Linked DNA regions of Mus musculus: region 2 is linked to region 1. The links are chromatin contacts, called in public HiCAR-type maps. All regions are on one chromosome and are shown on one strand. Each heading gives the region's core, a stretch centred on a gene start, on an enhancer-like site or on the middle of the called end of the contact. The rest is flanking DNA. Distances are from core to core; before and after follow the strand shown.

What was found. HiCAR-type assays count read pairs that join an accessible place to other places.
Region 2: a HiCAR-type map of fibro-adipogenic progenitors shows a contact between it and region 1, with 10 times the contacts expected there. The contact joins two enhancer-like sites. A contact is called at or near these places in 4 of 484 Hi-C or Micro-C datasets (3T3-L1-derived adipocytes, cerebellar granule neurons, embryonic fibroblasts and 1 more) and 2 of 115 datasets of contacts at active chromatin or transcription factors (astrocytes and fibro-adipogenic progenitors).

The regions. Positions count from the first base shown.
Region 1 is chr6:6,098,982-6,106,190 of GRCm38.p6, reverse strand. The region is part of intron 11 of Slc25a13 (solute carrier family 25 (mitochondrial carrier, adenine nucleotide translocator), member 13); the gene reads left to right. Among named protein-coding and RNA genes, the nearest start is that of Slc25a13, 110 kb to the left of the region's middle. Within about 2 kb of position 4,375, at least 13 of the 459 cell types and tissues checked have an H3K27ac peak or open chromatin away from gene starts, as enhancers often do. A contact at or near this core is called in fibro-adipogenic progenitors, where this site is marked.
Region 2 is chr6:6,907,150-6,914,358 of GRCm38.p6, reverse strand. No RefSeq gene overlaps it. Among named protein-coding and RNA genes, the nearest start is that of Gm22155, 14 kb to the left of the region's middle. Within about 2 kb of position 4,573, at least 10 of the 459 cell types and tissues checked have an H3K27ac peak or open chromatin away from gene starts, as enhancers often do. A contact at or near this core is called in fibro-adipogenic progenitors, where this site is marked.

The DNA of each region.
Region 1 (7,209 bases), core at 3,126-5,625:
TCTCTCACATTTTAGAATTTGCATGAGATAAAAAATTTCTCCATTATATTTTCTAAATAGGATAATTTGAAAATTTGGTACAAATAAGGTTTCTCGCCTATTCGAAACTATCTCTGCAAATGCTCTCCCACACTGCGATGTTTGCTACTTTGACGGTGGCAAGCGCTGTCAAAGGAGGCATTTCTTCACCTTGTGTTTTTATGCCACGCTAAATGCCTCCCTGCTACATCTCCGACATCAAGAACACGGCAAGGTGTCTTTTATTTAGAAGTAGTTCCCATTCGAACCAGAGGGAACAAGCAGTGCTTTAGGACTCATTGGCTTTTTCTTCTTCGACTGGTGGCATCTGTACAGAGTGTGGCATGTTACCAGGCGGTAGTCAGAACACACATCAGAGTCACTGCCCATGGTCACCAGGAAGGCTGAGTGCCAGCGATGGAGTTCAGTGGAGTGCTTTTGAGAGTTGAGAAATCTAATGTTGTGAGCTCGTGAGCACTCATTCTTTGTGCCCAGTGTAGGGTCCTGTAGCTCCATCCCTAGGACCACTGTGGGTTTTTTACACAACTCTCGGTTGCTGGAAAAGATCCCCTTAGGAGTTCCAGGACTCTGACCTCAAACCCCTCTGTAGGGCAGGTGGCTTTCTTTACAAGAAAATGACTCAGGTATTTTTGTAAATTTTGAACATGTCACCCTTAGGCTAAGTAGATAATCCAGGATTCCCCAAAGTCACTCTAAAAATCTTTGTTTCCTCCCCGGTTTCCAGGCCGATTTAACTCACTCAAAGGTGTTTGAGACTTGAATGAATTCCCTGACAGGTCCCTTGATTTGAGGGGACTGCTTGAGTAAGTCAAGTAGCTCATTGGCCTGCAGAGTCTGAGCTGGTCGGAGAGAAACAATTGCTGGGTAGTCATCCATAAGCAAGTGTTCTTAACGTTCCAGAAACAGCTAATTGCTGCTCCTGGACTTACAGCGCCCTCCTCTCTTCTGCAGTGCCCAGGTGGTAACCTGAGGGGCCTCAGCCATGGGGAGAACTTTCAAGACAGCGAATATATTCAAGAGAAAGCAGAGTACATCACAAACATTTCTTAAAGGATTTCTGTTTCTATTGATTGGCAGGAGATTCCGAAAATCTGTTTTTGAAATAAAAAAAAAAAAAAAAAAAAAAAAAAAAAAAAAAAAAAAAAGAAGAAGAAGAAGAAGAAGAAGAAACATTCCAAAAAAGCAAATTAGATAAATTTTATGAGCCATACCTTAATTGGGCTAACTATTTATTGACAAATAAATAATAAAATGAAAATTAATGTCCACAAAATATAAAACATTTTCCAGTCAGCCTGTTGAATCCTGCATGCAAAATTTCAGGATTATTTATTTCAGGATTTTTTTTTTTTTTTTTTTTTTTTTTTTTGTGGTTCAAAGCAGTTATCCTCTATCCTGGCATGTTCTTAAGGTGACATCTAGAGGATGATGGGTTGATATTTCAGGAAGCCATTGATCTGTGTATGTTCTAGAAGAAAGTTGGGGGCCAGCTAGTTGGTTTAAACCATGACTCTTGCTATAGTGTATGGCTGAATCTAGATTCCATGAGGTTCTCATGAGAACCCTCCTTCATACTTAGCTCTTGTGGATAAAAATGAACCCAGAAATCTTCAAGCTAAAAATAAAACCATTGGCATTTTTTCATAACTCTTACTGGCATCATTTAATAGCACGTGCGTATTTGAAGACATCACAGTTCCTCTGTGACCGCCTTGAGCTGTGGGTCCACTCTGGTCCAGCAGAACGTCCATTTTGTGCAGAATGGGCTACCTTGAGTCGAATCTCCCTGCCCTGTTTCTTCACCTTTTCATGTGTGATGTTAAACTCTAGAACTCAGAGGACAGATAATTGATTGTGGGAAACCACGACTGAGCAGAAACCTTGGGCACCCCAAAGCTTAGGGAGCAGAGGCAGCTTATAGCACACACTGAGATGACCCGCACTGGATGGTGAGAAGTTGGTGAAGGCCTGGGAGCCCTGGGTAGGAGCAGTGATGAGCTCAGCAAACTTGGGAGGGTGACAAATTTTGGGAACCTGGAGGAGAGTTTAATGACAAATTTGTTTAAACTAATGAAGCTGTAGTATTTGAGCAGCTGCTGCCCTTGTTCAGATGGAAACAGTTGAAACTTCATAGTTTAGATACTTCCTGGCCAGCATCTGGAAAGTCACTAGAGAACAGAAGAGTGTTTGACACTTGGTAACAGTCTGGGAAGCCCCAGACAAAATAGAACCATCAAAAGATCGGCTTTTTCTTCTAGACCTTTATGGGTGCCATTGCTTTTTATGTTTTAATACTCAGACTCCCAAAAGAATGCTGAACCATAGTGTAGACTGTGGTCAAAACTTCTAATAAAGCATGGGACCCTGGAAACAGGTGTGGAAACCCCAACTACTTCTCGCTCCCCTTTCCTGGCCTCATAATCTAGCCACTGTAGAGTCCCTGCCGGAGAGCCTGTGGAGAAAGGGACTGAGTCTTTGAAACAGGATAGTGTGTTTGGGAAGGTGGAGGAGCCTGCTGCCTGGGGCAGTGTGAGTCAGAAGCAATAGACAATGCTTGGAGGAGGAGGAGGAGGAGGAGGAGGAGGAGGAGGAGGAAGAGGAGGGGGGAGGAAAGAATGCTTGAACTGGTGTGGAGAGAAAGGAATGAGAGTCAAAGCTGTAAGGCAGGCTACATGCAGGGATGGTAGCCAGTGGGGGTTAATCTGATTTTCAAAGCAAGGGGGTGCTCTCTGGGGACTTGGGGACAAGTGTAGTGGCCTCCACAGTGAGGTCAGGAGGGTAAGACAACACAAGAGGGTTGCCACTGGGTTCAAAGGGTTTACGGGTGTCATGTGTATTCATTTTCCCTACCAAATTCCACCCTGCATGCCTTCCTTCTTGTTGTAGGCTGCACCACCTTTCTCAGGGCAGAATGCCCCTGCAATGCTTTTGTTTGAACCTTTAGGTTTTGAGTTTCTTCCTTATTAGAGCCCCTGTTGCTTTGATGGACCTGCCTGACTTGTGTAGCATGGTTAGAAGAACACTTGCGTTGGCCACAGCTTCCATGCTTGATCAGCCCAACCACTGATCACTCACTGGCTTCTCCAGAGAGCCTGGTACTCATGACCCATCGGCAGAGTAGGAGGTGTGACGCCACCCACCCGGTGTTGTTGCACGAAGGGCTTCCTCTATAAAGGTTGAACAGTATGGTTACTAGAGAGGAAAGCTAAATATGAAAGGCTTAGATAGAACCTGCTGTGAGACTTGATACTGAACATGAAAAACCATGGGCGGATTGCTGCAGACAGTGCTGTGGAACAGGCTTCTTACTTAGCCTCTGTGTGGAGTCTGTCTCCCATGAAGAAAGAGGATGGAGAATAAATGTTCGGTGTTGTTATGATAGTACTGATAATGATGATTGAAGTCCACCTCTGAAGCATTTACTGTGTGCTTGGCAGTAATGAAGATTTGTATAAACTCATTTTTATCCTCATAACTACCCTAAGAAAGGGTAACTATGATCTTTCCCATGAAGGAAGGGATAAAATCAAAGGTTCAGAAAGATAAGCTTACCCTCAGACAACTTCACAGCCAATAAATAACAGTTGGAAGCTAAACCTTACAGTGGGAGCTTCAGACCCATGGCCCCAGTCACATGGCTCCTCTGTCACCCAGGAGAAGCTACACTTTAAACAATTGCTTACCAGCAGAGGTCAAGAAGTGCTTAAATATTTAAATAAAAGATTTTACTTTAACATAAAATAAACAATTGAAGATTTGTCTTATTCCTGCACTATTTTTGTAGGTGGGGGCAGCTAGACACTCAGTCCAGGTGTCCCTGTTTAAGGCGAGCTCCTCCAAGGGCAGGCATGGTGTCCTGTGGGTAGTACTGTATTCCTTACCTACCTCTGAGTGAAAAGCGTTCTTCAGCCGGGATCGCCTCTTAGAAATCGGAAGCAGTGCAAGGCTGCAGCTTGAAAAGGAGGAGAGAAGCGCCCTCTTCGGAACATGTAAACACGAAGAGGTGCTTGTGCTTTGTAAACGTTTGTTCTCTGGATTATCCAAATAAACAGCAGCTAGCGTTGGTGTTTTACCAATGGGGAGCTCGACTTTGAGGCCAAATGTTATAATGGTATCTCAACCAGCAAGAGGTACAAACCCAGAATTGCAACCCAGATCTCTCTTTCTCTTTAAGGTTTGTGCCTCAGTATTCAGCTGCTACTAACTGTGTGGAATAAACAAACTTTAGTTGGGCTTGGATTGACAAGAAGTTTTTTTTCCCCAGTCTTGGCCAACTCTGAGATGCTTAAGAATTGCATAATATTTTGGAAGTATTCATGAAAATCTCTTTGGCACATGACTGTGGAGTTGGTCTCTAGTTGAGCACGATGTTCACAGGAACCTCCTTTTGGGGTGCTGTGTGAAGCTCAGGCTCCCGGGGAGGGCTCAGTGTCCTCGCCTCTAGCTCAGTTCTCATTGGCCTCTTTAAGGGAGAAGAAACTGTGTGAATTATATTTTCAGCCCGTGAAATTTGAAGAGAAAGCACTGCATTAATTCTGTGCCTTGTAAATCTTTTCTCGCATTAGCAGCCTTCTGGTAAAATGTGCCAAGGAAGAATTGCCATGTGTGCCGATGGAGCTAAACGAAAAAGAGAAGATTAGAGAAGTAACCACACTAATAAATTTCATCTGAGGCGACTGGAAAATGGACTGCTGTTTTGTCAAGTTAGAAACAACACACACACACACACACACACACACACACACACACACACACACACAGATCCCGTTTCTGTTCGGAGTGGTTTAAAATGAATTTCTGAGGGACCACCAGAGACATATTATTAGAAACCTGCTTTTTCTGCTGAGCTACCCAGATGTCAAGCACATCTGTTCTTGAGCTTTAAGTGTGGCTGTGATGAGGTGCTGTAACTGGGATGTCAGCTGGAGGCTTGCTAAGCCATCCTCTGCTCCTTCTCTGGGAACCACGCAGAAGCGGAGTTATTGGAATCTCCACCCCTGGGCTTTTCACAGTCTGGCACTTTATGATTCCTTCAGGAGACCTTTGCTCAGAGCTGATAGTGGCCAGGCCCGTTTGTAGCCTCTTATGATAACCCAGAATCACCAGTACTTTCCAGTGGAGTCATAGGAGAGTTAAGCGCAAGAATGGCAAGACTGGTTCCTTCCTGTTGCCTTGCTGAGCACCAGAACCCGTCCCAGGTCTTAGGGGTGGACGTGTAGCTTGTTTGTTTGTTTGTTTGTTTGTTTTGCTGGAGGTCTTCATTTAAAGGGAAGCTTGTGATCTCTGACTATTACTCTTTTTTTTTTTTTTTTTTACTACCTCTGGCCTTGACAGATATCTCCAACTGCCGCTAGAACTTCTTACTTCTTACACCTCACTCTTCATCTTAAAAGGCACCCCATGTGTCTGCAGAATTTGGTCCATGCTCCTTAGCGCCAATGTGTGAAGCAGTGTGCTACCTGCCCAGGTGAACTGTGCTGCCAATCCAGCAGTCAGGGGACCTGCAGCTCCTTGGAAGTCAGCCTCATTTTCTTCATGGTTTAAGAGATGATGATGATGACAAGGTGGAGGTGGAGGAGGAGGGGGAGGACCATGATGGTGGTGCTGTTGCACTGGGAAAGATTATCGTGTGAATTAATTGTATTAATTTATGTAAAACACCAGATGTAATACCTGGTGTGCAGTGAATGCCATAAACAGCACCATTGTTATTAGATCTGTGATTCCTCCACCATCTCCAGTTATCTCGCTGACTCTGAAAGGACCCAGATCTTGATATTTTGCATGTGTACTTTGGTAGACAAGTAGGCCTTTCTGTAAACTGAGATTTTTCACCCCAAGAAGCCACCCATCTCATTTGTGTTCTTCCCGGTTCATTCTATCAGACACAAGCAAAAAGTATTGGGAGATAGTTGCTCCACAAATACATATTTTTGCTCTATTTTTAGTCTTAAATTGAGATTTTCTGTTTTGTGTTTTGATGTTCAAAATGTGTCACTATATTTATAGCAAGAAGGACAAATTTCAGTCTGCTTCAAGGCTGACTGAAGTGACTGTAGGTAATACAACAGCCATTTGAGTCTAGCTGGGTTGTATTAGTCACTTAAAAGAACCATACGGACAAGGGGTAATCATTTTAATCACAGTGTGTTCAGGTTTGCTGTACAATTTAATGATGAGAAAAAAATACATGGAGCAAATAAATATTTAAACTTGGGGAGGGGTGGCTTGAATGAAAGAAGATAGTAAGATAGTAAGAATTAGCTTAAATGGCATTTGCCTATGTTTTCATAGGAGAAATTAATATATCACTGGGTGGTAACAGAGCCTTTCGTGGAATTGGAAGTTGCTTCTTCAGAGGCTGATAAACAAGTGCACCATAGACAAAGTGCTTGCTTGCATAGGGCATGAGCAGCAGCCTGTGTTCTCTTCCCACTCCCTCCTGTGCTGCTGTGCCTCATCTAGACTGTAGAGAGCCCAGCATCCCCCAAAGTAGCAAGTACGGGGGAGAGAGAGACTTCTAGTGCACATGAGAGCAGCTGCCTTAGGGATTTATTGTTGGGAAGAGACACTATGACCAATGCAGCTCTTAGAAAGACAAACATTTAACTGGGGATGGCTTACAGTTCCAGAAGTTTAGTCCATTATCATCATGGTGGGAAGCATGGAATCATGCAAGCAGACATGGTGCTGGAGGCACTGAGAGTTCTACATCTTGATCCAAAAGGAGCAAGGAGAAGACTCTAAGTCTACAGTGGGTAAAGCTTAAGTGTAGAGACCTCAAAGCTCCTACACCAGTGACACACTTTGTCCCACATGGCCACACTGCTTGATAGTGACACTTCCTATGGGCCAAGCATTCAAACACATGAGTCTATTTAAATCACCACACTGAGTAAAGGCAACTCTCCCAGCAAGTCAAGGACAGCAGTTAGCCTGAAGCCTGCCTGGCCCCGGGGCTCAGAAGGTGGTGGCTGTCTCTCAATCATCAAGGTTCTTGGTTATTTTTACACTGTTTTCTCCTCTTCCCATATTTTGTACACCACAGTCTCTTCACTGCCCCAACTGGGTTCCTTTGCTTATTATAGTCTCTGCCTCCTTGTGACCTTAGTACCTGCCTAGCATCCAGCCGGCCATTTTCCCTGTGCCATTTGAGGCAGCCTTTCATTT
Region 2 (7,209 bases), core at 3,324-5,823, 810 kb before region 1:
ATATTGCTTACTCTTCCCACTGCCCTAATAGAATGCTCTGACAGAAACAATTTGCAGGGAAATGGGAAGGATTTATTTTGGCTTAGAGGTCCAGGAAACACAGTCCACTGCGCTGGGGCAGGCCTGGAAATACACAGAGGCTGACCACACTGCACCCATCCTCAAGATCCAGAAGCAACCACTAGCGCTCAGCTCACCTCCCATGGGTCTTTTCCCCCCAATTAACCTAGTCTATAAACTCTCTCAGCCGTCGTGAGGCTTGGCTCCTGGACCATCCTGTCAAGTGAGCAGCCCATATTAACCATCACATCCTGTAAGATAAAGCCTTTTAGGTGGCTCAGCAGATAAAGATGCTTCTCATCAAACCTGAAGACCTGAGCTCCATCCCCAGGAATCTCATGCTGGGAAGAGAGCCCAGACTCTGCATACTCTAAGATACTAAGATACTCTAAGATACTCTTCAAAGTGATAGGCAGTCAGCTGCACACTACACTAAGAGAAAGTGAATACGCCCATGGTTTGGTTTTTCTTCCTAAGACAGGGTCACTCTGGGTAGCCTTGGTTATTCTGAAACTCAGTATGTAGGCCAGGCTGGCCTCAGACTCTGAAATCTACCTGCCTCTGCTTTTCTAGTACTTGGATTAAAAATGTGTGCCACCCCCATTGGACACACAAACTTTATACGCCCCAGTACAGGGGAACGCCAGGGCCAAAAAAATGGGACTGGGTGGGTAGGGAAGTGGGGGGGGGGAGTATGGGGGACTTTTGGGAGAGCATTGGAAATGTAATTGAGGGAAATACGTAATAAAAAAATATTAAAAAAAAAAGAAACCTCATTGAAGAGAAATACACTGCCTTAGGAGAGAAGAGCAGGTGATGTCTCAGCACAGCAGAGAAAATGCAAGATAGAGCTGGTTTCAGTTGCAGCCTCATTTCCAAGACCAGGCAAGAATCTCAACCTGACTTATTTTGTTTACCCTGGCCATTATTTAAATGACCAATGCTTAATTTTAATGAAAAAAAAATGTGCTCTATAGCTCACTATAGTCTATACCAGGGTCAGCAAACATTTTCTGTAAAGGGCTAGATAGGCAAATGTTGCAGGCTCTGGGGCCCATGTGGTCTCTGTCTCAATTTCCCTAATCCACTGTTGTAGAGAAAAGCTGCCATAGTTGTGTACTCTAATAAAGCTCACTCTGTCTGTCTATCTGTCCATAATCTGTCCGTCTGTCTGTCTGTCTGTCTGTCTATCTATCTATCCAACCATCCTCTGTCTGCATACCTGTCTATTGTCTATCTAGTCTTAATTTATACGTATGTGTGTGTTTGGTCTGCATGTATGTCCGTGTACTACACGCATGCCTGGTGCCTATGGAAGACAGGAGAGGCTCTAGGATGATCCCTTGGTATTGGGTTTACAGGTGATTATGACCTTTCATGTCAGTGTTGGGAAATGAACCTGCAAGAGCAGGTCTTGTCTGCAAGAACAACAAATGGTTTTTATTCATGAGTAATCTCTCCAGCCCAACAATAAAGCTTTATTTATTAAAAAAAAAAAATGTGTGCCACCAAGCCCAGCTTAAACCCACAATTTTAAACCCTGGGGTTTTTCTCATCCTGATTTCTTGAGATAACAGAAGCATTTTCATTTCTGATTCAGCTTCTTACTGTAACTCCTTTAAGGAGCTAAAAGAATATATATATATATATATATATGTGTGTGTGTGTATATATATATATATATATATATATATATGTATGTATGTGTGTATATACATATATGTGTATATGTATATATATGTATGTATAAATATATGTACATAGTCTTATTAGTTATGCAGATACTAACTATATGTAATAATTTCCTATATTAGTGTCTGTATATGTATGCATGAAGAGAGAGAGAATTAAGCTAGTCAAAATGGACCTGGGGAAATGTGGATAAGAGTCTGTTGACCTCAGATACAGCACCAATGACAGAACAAAGAAATGTTCCACCATCATCTAGCTTAAGAAACCAGTGAGTTTATTATGATTTGCTTATACCGCCCTGAAAAGCCCACCCCAGTGGGCGTGATGACCACAAAAGCCCCATCTCTGCAGCTCTTCCCATGCCTCGGCAGCTCAGCTGGACACAGTCTCCTTTCCACAGCAACTGTTACTGTTTACATAACCCTGGAGAAGGGTCTATGAATCCTGCAAGCTTCAGGAACTTCCTAAATCTTACAAGTTCTGTTAGCTTCTTGAACCTTGGTTCATTTTGCTTCCTGAGTCTTAACATTTAGAGGAAACAGCTACATAAAAAATAAATAAATAAGATAAAGATGAATTATTTCTTAAACTCGAGAAAACATGTAGACCTTTTTGTTTACTTCTGTACATCAGGTATAAGTTTTGTTTTTGCTTTTAATTAACTTTTTAAAAGTTTACGGATGCTCCTAAACAGAGTTGGATGTATTTCCTGAACATTGAGATACAGATATTGCTGAATCGCCACCCAATTATTATTTTCTAGGTATCTGCATCTTGAGGTGACCCATCTGTGATTTTCCCCAAAGAACAAAATCAGTGACTCTGTCTCACACCATGCCTTCAACACAGCAGACAGATTCAGTGGGATGTAGAGAAAGCAAAAGATAACAGAAAAAAGCCTTCAAGATGACAGACAGTATGTGCGGCCAGCAGAACACAAGGCTCTGCATTGGATGGTACAAGACTGTACAAGATTGCAGGGGCTGTACGAGAACATACCCTCTTCCTTCCTCTCATCCTTGTCAGAGAAAACTTTCTTTTTTCTCCATCTCACCTAAGTCACCACAAAGGACAGATTCAGGCTGATAAAGCTTTGAACTGTGCCCATGCAACAAGGAATTGAAGTTTACCTTTCTGCTCATACCATACGTTCATGTCCCAAGAGTGTGTGAGAAATAGACATCAAGAGCTGTGATAAATGCCCTCCAGATACTTTGCAAATATCATGCACTGTAATGTATTCCTATCATATATATCCCTATATTATGAATATTCAGGTATACAGACATTGGTTTAATTTTTTCCTTCCTTCTTCTCCCCCTCCTTCTCCCCTCCCCCCTCCTCCTCCTCCCCTTCCCTCTCCCTTCTACCCCCCCCCCTTCTTTTGACAGACTCTCTATATATGTAACACTGGCTGTCCTATGTACATCATGCTGACCTTGAACTCACAGAGATCCACCTGCTTCTACCTCTGCCTCCCGGGTGCTGAAATTAAAGGCACGTGCCACCACTCCAGCTCTTTCTTCCTTCATTTTCAAAATGTATGGCTATTTTGGCTGCATGTATGTTCACGTGCCATTTGAGTGCCTTGTTCCTGTGGAGATCAGAGACAGGCCTGGAGTTACAGACTGGACAGCGGTGAGCTACGCTGTGAGTTCAAAGAAGCAGACCCAGGTACTCTGCAAGAATGACAAGTCTCCCTTCTCCCCCTCCCCCTCCCCCTCCCCCTCCCCTCTCCTCTCCTCTCCTTTCCTGAGACAGACTCTCACTCTGTAGCCCTAGGTGACCCAGACACTGTATTAGACTAGGGTAGCCTCACACACACAGAGATCTGCCTCCAGAATGCTGGCATTAAAGGTATATACAACCACACCAGGCTCACCTTTCTTTTTGTAAGTGACAAATGAAACATTGAGACAATACAGGCAACTTTTACAGAACTTCTCACTCTGAAGAAAAATGAAAGGATGGTTTTGTTTGACATGAAGTAAAATCAGAGACTTATTTTTTTCACTTTTTTTTATTAGGTATTTATTTCATTTACATTTCCAATGCTATCCCAAAAGTCCCCCACACAATCCCCCACCCACTCCCACTTCTTGGCCCTGGCGTTCCCCTGTACTGAGGCATATAAACTTTGCACTTCCAATGGGCCTCTCTTTCCACTGATGGCTGACTAGGCCATCTTCTGATACATATGCAGCTAGAGGTACACAAGCTCCGGGGGGGTACTGGTTAGTTCATATTGTTGTTCCACCTATAGGGTTGCAGATCTCTTTAGCTCCTTGGGTACTTTCTCTATCTCCTCCATTGGGGGCCCTGTGATCCATCCAATAGCTGACTGTGAGCATCCACTTCTGTGTTTGTTAGGTCCCGGCATAGTCTTACAAGAGACAGCTATATCTGGGTCCTTTCAGCAAAATCTTGCCAGTGTATGCAATGGTGTTAGTGTTTGGAAGCTGATTATGGGATGGATCCCCGATATGGCAATCTCTAGATTGTCCATCCTTTCGTCTCAGCTCCAAACTTTGTCACTGTAACTCCTTCCATGGGTGTTTTGTTACCAATTCTAAGAAGGGGCAAAGTGTCCACACTTTGGTCTTCGTTCTTCTTGAGTTTCATGTGTTTAATTTTATGAAAGAAATCAGATTAATAATTTGTTGACTATTTTAACCTGAACAAAAATGTAATGTGGTTAAAACGGGAATCTCAGAGAAAGGGGAAAAGGCAATTAAAACTCTGGCAAAGAGTCCCAGGAGAGACGTGTTCTCTATGATGACGTGTCTGGCGTGAGTTTTGGAAACGCACTCTGTCCGGATACTCCCACACTTTAACCTGGGACCAGTGCCAGCTGCTTACCACGTACAAGCAAAAAGAAGCATGTGAAACCAAGCTTAGCTAGTCAGTAAGAATGGAGCTTGTGATACAAATATGCCTTGATCACAAAGAAATTCATAGTATTCAGAACTTATTGTCAAAGACACGGCTCCTCTTATTTTAGATTAGCTCAAGCTGGCCTGGGACACATGATAATGTTCCTGCCTTAGTTTCCCATGGGCCTGGAATTCCCAAGAGCAATGAACAATGAACAGCATCATATATACTGGTTCTTACATGTACAACATTTCTGTTAAGTGAAGGTTACTATATGAAAATGAGCAGAAAGTTTGCTTCAAAAATTTATCAGGCAAGGAAAATCAAGTATGGTCCAGCTGACTGCCCTGGCCAAAGTTATTGGACCTGAAGCAGATTCCTTTGTCTAGCTCAGACATGACACCATATGCACTTGTTGTAGTCTTCTAACCTAAGCCCCATCCCCTCCCTTTCTGTCTCACTCAATCAATGTACCTTAGGAGAAGAAGCAACATGGCAAGTTTGTCTACAACTGCACCACCCACCCAACCCCTACTGGTCGCAAATAAGCAAATAACTTAGTAACAAACAACTATGAGGTTGAGAGAAACTCATGCCTACCTTGAAAGTATTTTCAGACCCTGTCCTTACCTGTGAGTGCAGATTAGTATCAAAGGCAGTAATCACAGAGGCAGGAAGAGCCAGATTGTTAGGTACTGAGCCAGGGAAAGAAGACCCTACCTAGTGCAGTGCTTTGAAAGCCCTGGAATGCCTGGGAAACAGCCTAAACTACTCTACTACCTTGCTGCAGAGGGTTAAAAGTTCAGCTGCTCTTTGGGTTAGAGTACATATTCTCAGTGGGAATGTTACCCTTCCAGTCCCAAAGGGCAAAACTTGGTTCCCAAGAGCAAGAACAATATTGATAATAATCTCTCTCATTTTCTATATGACTCTGTAGTTATTTCACACACACAAAAATAGATCATCTATCTTTAGTGTTAAAATTTCGTAGGAAAGGTGATTAGCCAAAAATGACTTTAAAAGTTCCTGAGGGTGGGACACGATAGAAAGCCGACTGAAGAAAATTAGATGGAGGGATTTTTCTCAAAAATGCCCATTGAAGAAAATACTGGCAAGAAAACAGAGTCAGACAATGTGAGAGCAAGAACTGGGCAAACATACATCAGTAAGCTTAGCTGTTGTAAGAGAACCAAAAAGACACAGGCTGTTCTTCCCTTTTTAATTGTGCATAGACTAGTGATTCTAGAACACATGCTTGTGCATGCACACACACACACATGTGCACATACACACACACGCACATACACACACACACATACACACACATACACATACGCAACACGCACAGGCACACACACACACAGCATGCCGATACGGACATCAACATATGACTCTGAAAGTGACAGTTTCAAATATTTTGAATGATGCTAAACAGATCATGAGATGAAGGATGGTTAAAATAAATAAATAGATAAGTAATTAAGGATGACTCAAAGAACAGAAGATTCACGCAGGAAATGAAATTTGAACTGGATCTTGAAAGATAGGAGGGAGGGGTTTAACCCAGTAGGGAGATGATGGGAAGGCATCCAAACAAGACAGAACACTCACATCAGATCACATAACAAGGCTCTCAGACTCTTGGGGGAAATAAAGTCTCAAGGGATCCATGATTCTTCAGAGTCCTGGCTCAAAACTTGGTCCAACTGAAAGTCACACTGGAAACCTCCATGTCCCCTTGCCCCAGATTACAATTTTGTTTTGGAAATGCTGAAGGCTGAACCAAGGACTTTGAACTTTCTAAGTAAGCATTCTCCTGCTGAGCTATCCTGACTCACCTTTAAAAGTGTTTCCTTAGACTTTCACTATGCAATCCAAACTGGCTTCAAACCTGTGATTCTCCTTACTCGGACTTCTGAACGTTGGAACTATAGACATACACTACCATGCCGGTCAAAAGTGCTTCTTTTAACTTCTAAGTTTAATTGAGGCACATCTAGTGTGTGAGAACTGGAATTCTAATGTGGATTTTCAGTTTTAGGTGTTTTCATTTGGTGAAATACACACAACTTGAAATTTGCCATTTTTATGGAGCACATCAGTGACTTTAGGTACATCTAGACTGTGGTGCAGGCATCCCTACTATCCATCTGCAGAGCTGCTCACTGTTCCATATGGCAACTCGAAATGCATCCAAGCAACTCACTGCTACTCACATCCTCCAGCCTCTGCTGGCCAGTGTTTGCCTTCTGTCCCTGTATTTGACAATACTAGATAATTTGGTGAGTGTACCCGATCACTGATATCAGGCTCACTGCACTTAATATAATGTCTTCAAGGTTCTCCTACAGTGCCATAAGTAGCAAGGTGTCTTGTTTTTTAAGGCTGAATGTTATCCATTATATCATTGTTTTTACTATCCTGTTAAAGAACTAAAGGGCACAAAATTTTTGTAAAGATCTGTCTGTCTGTCTATCTATCTATCTATCTATCTATCTATCTATCTATCTATCTATCTATCTATCTATCTACCTATCTACATATCTATCTATCTATCTACCTATCTATCTACATATCTATCTA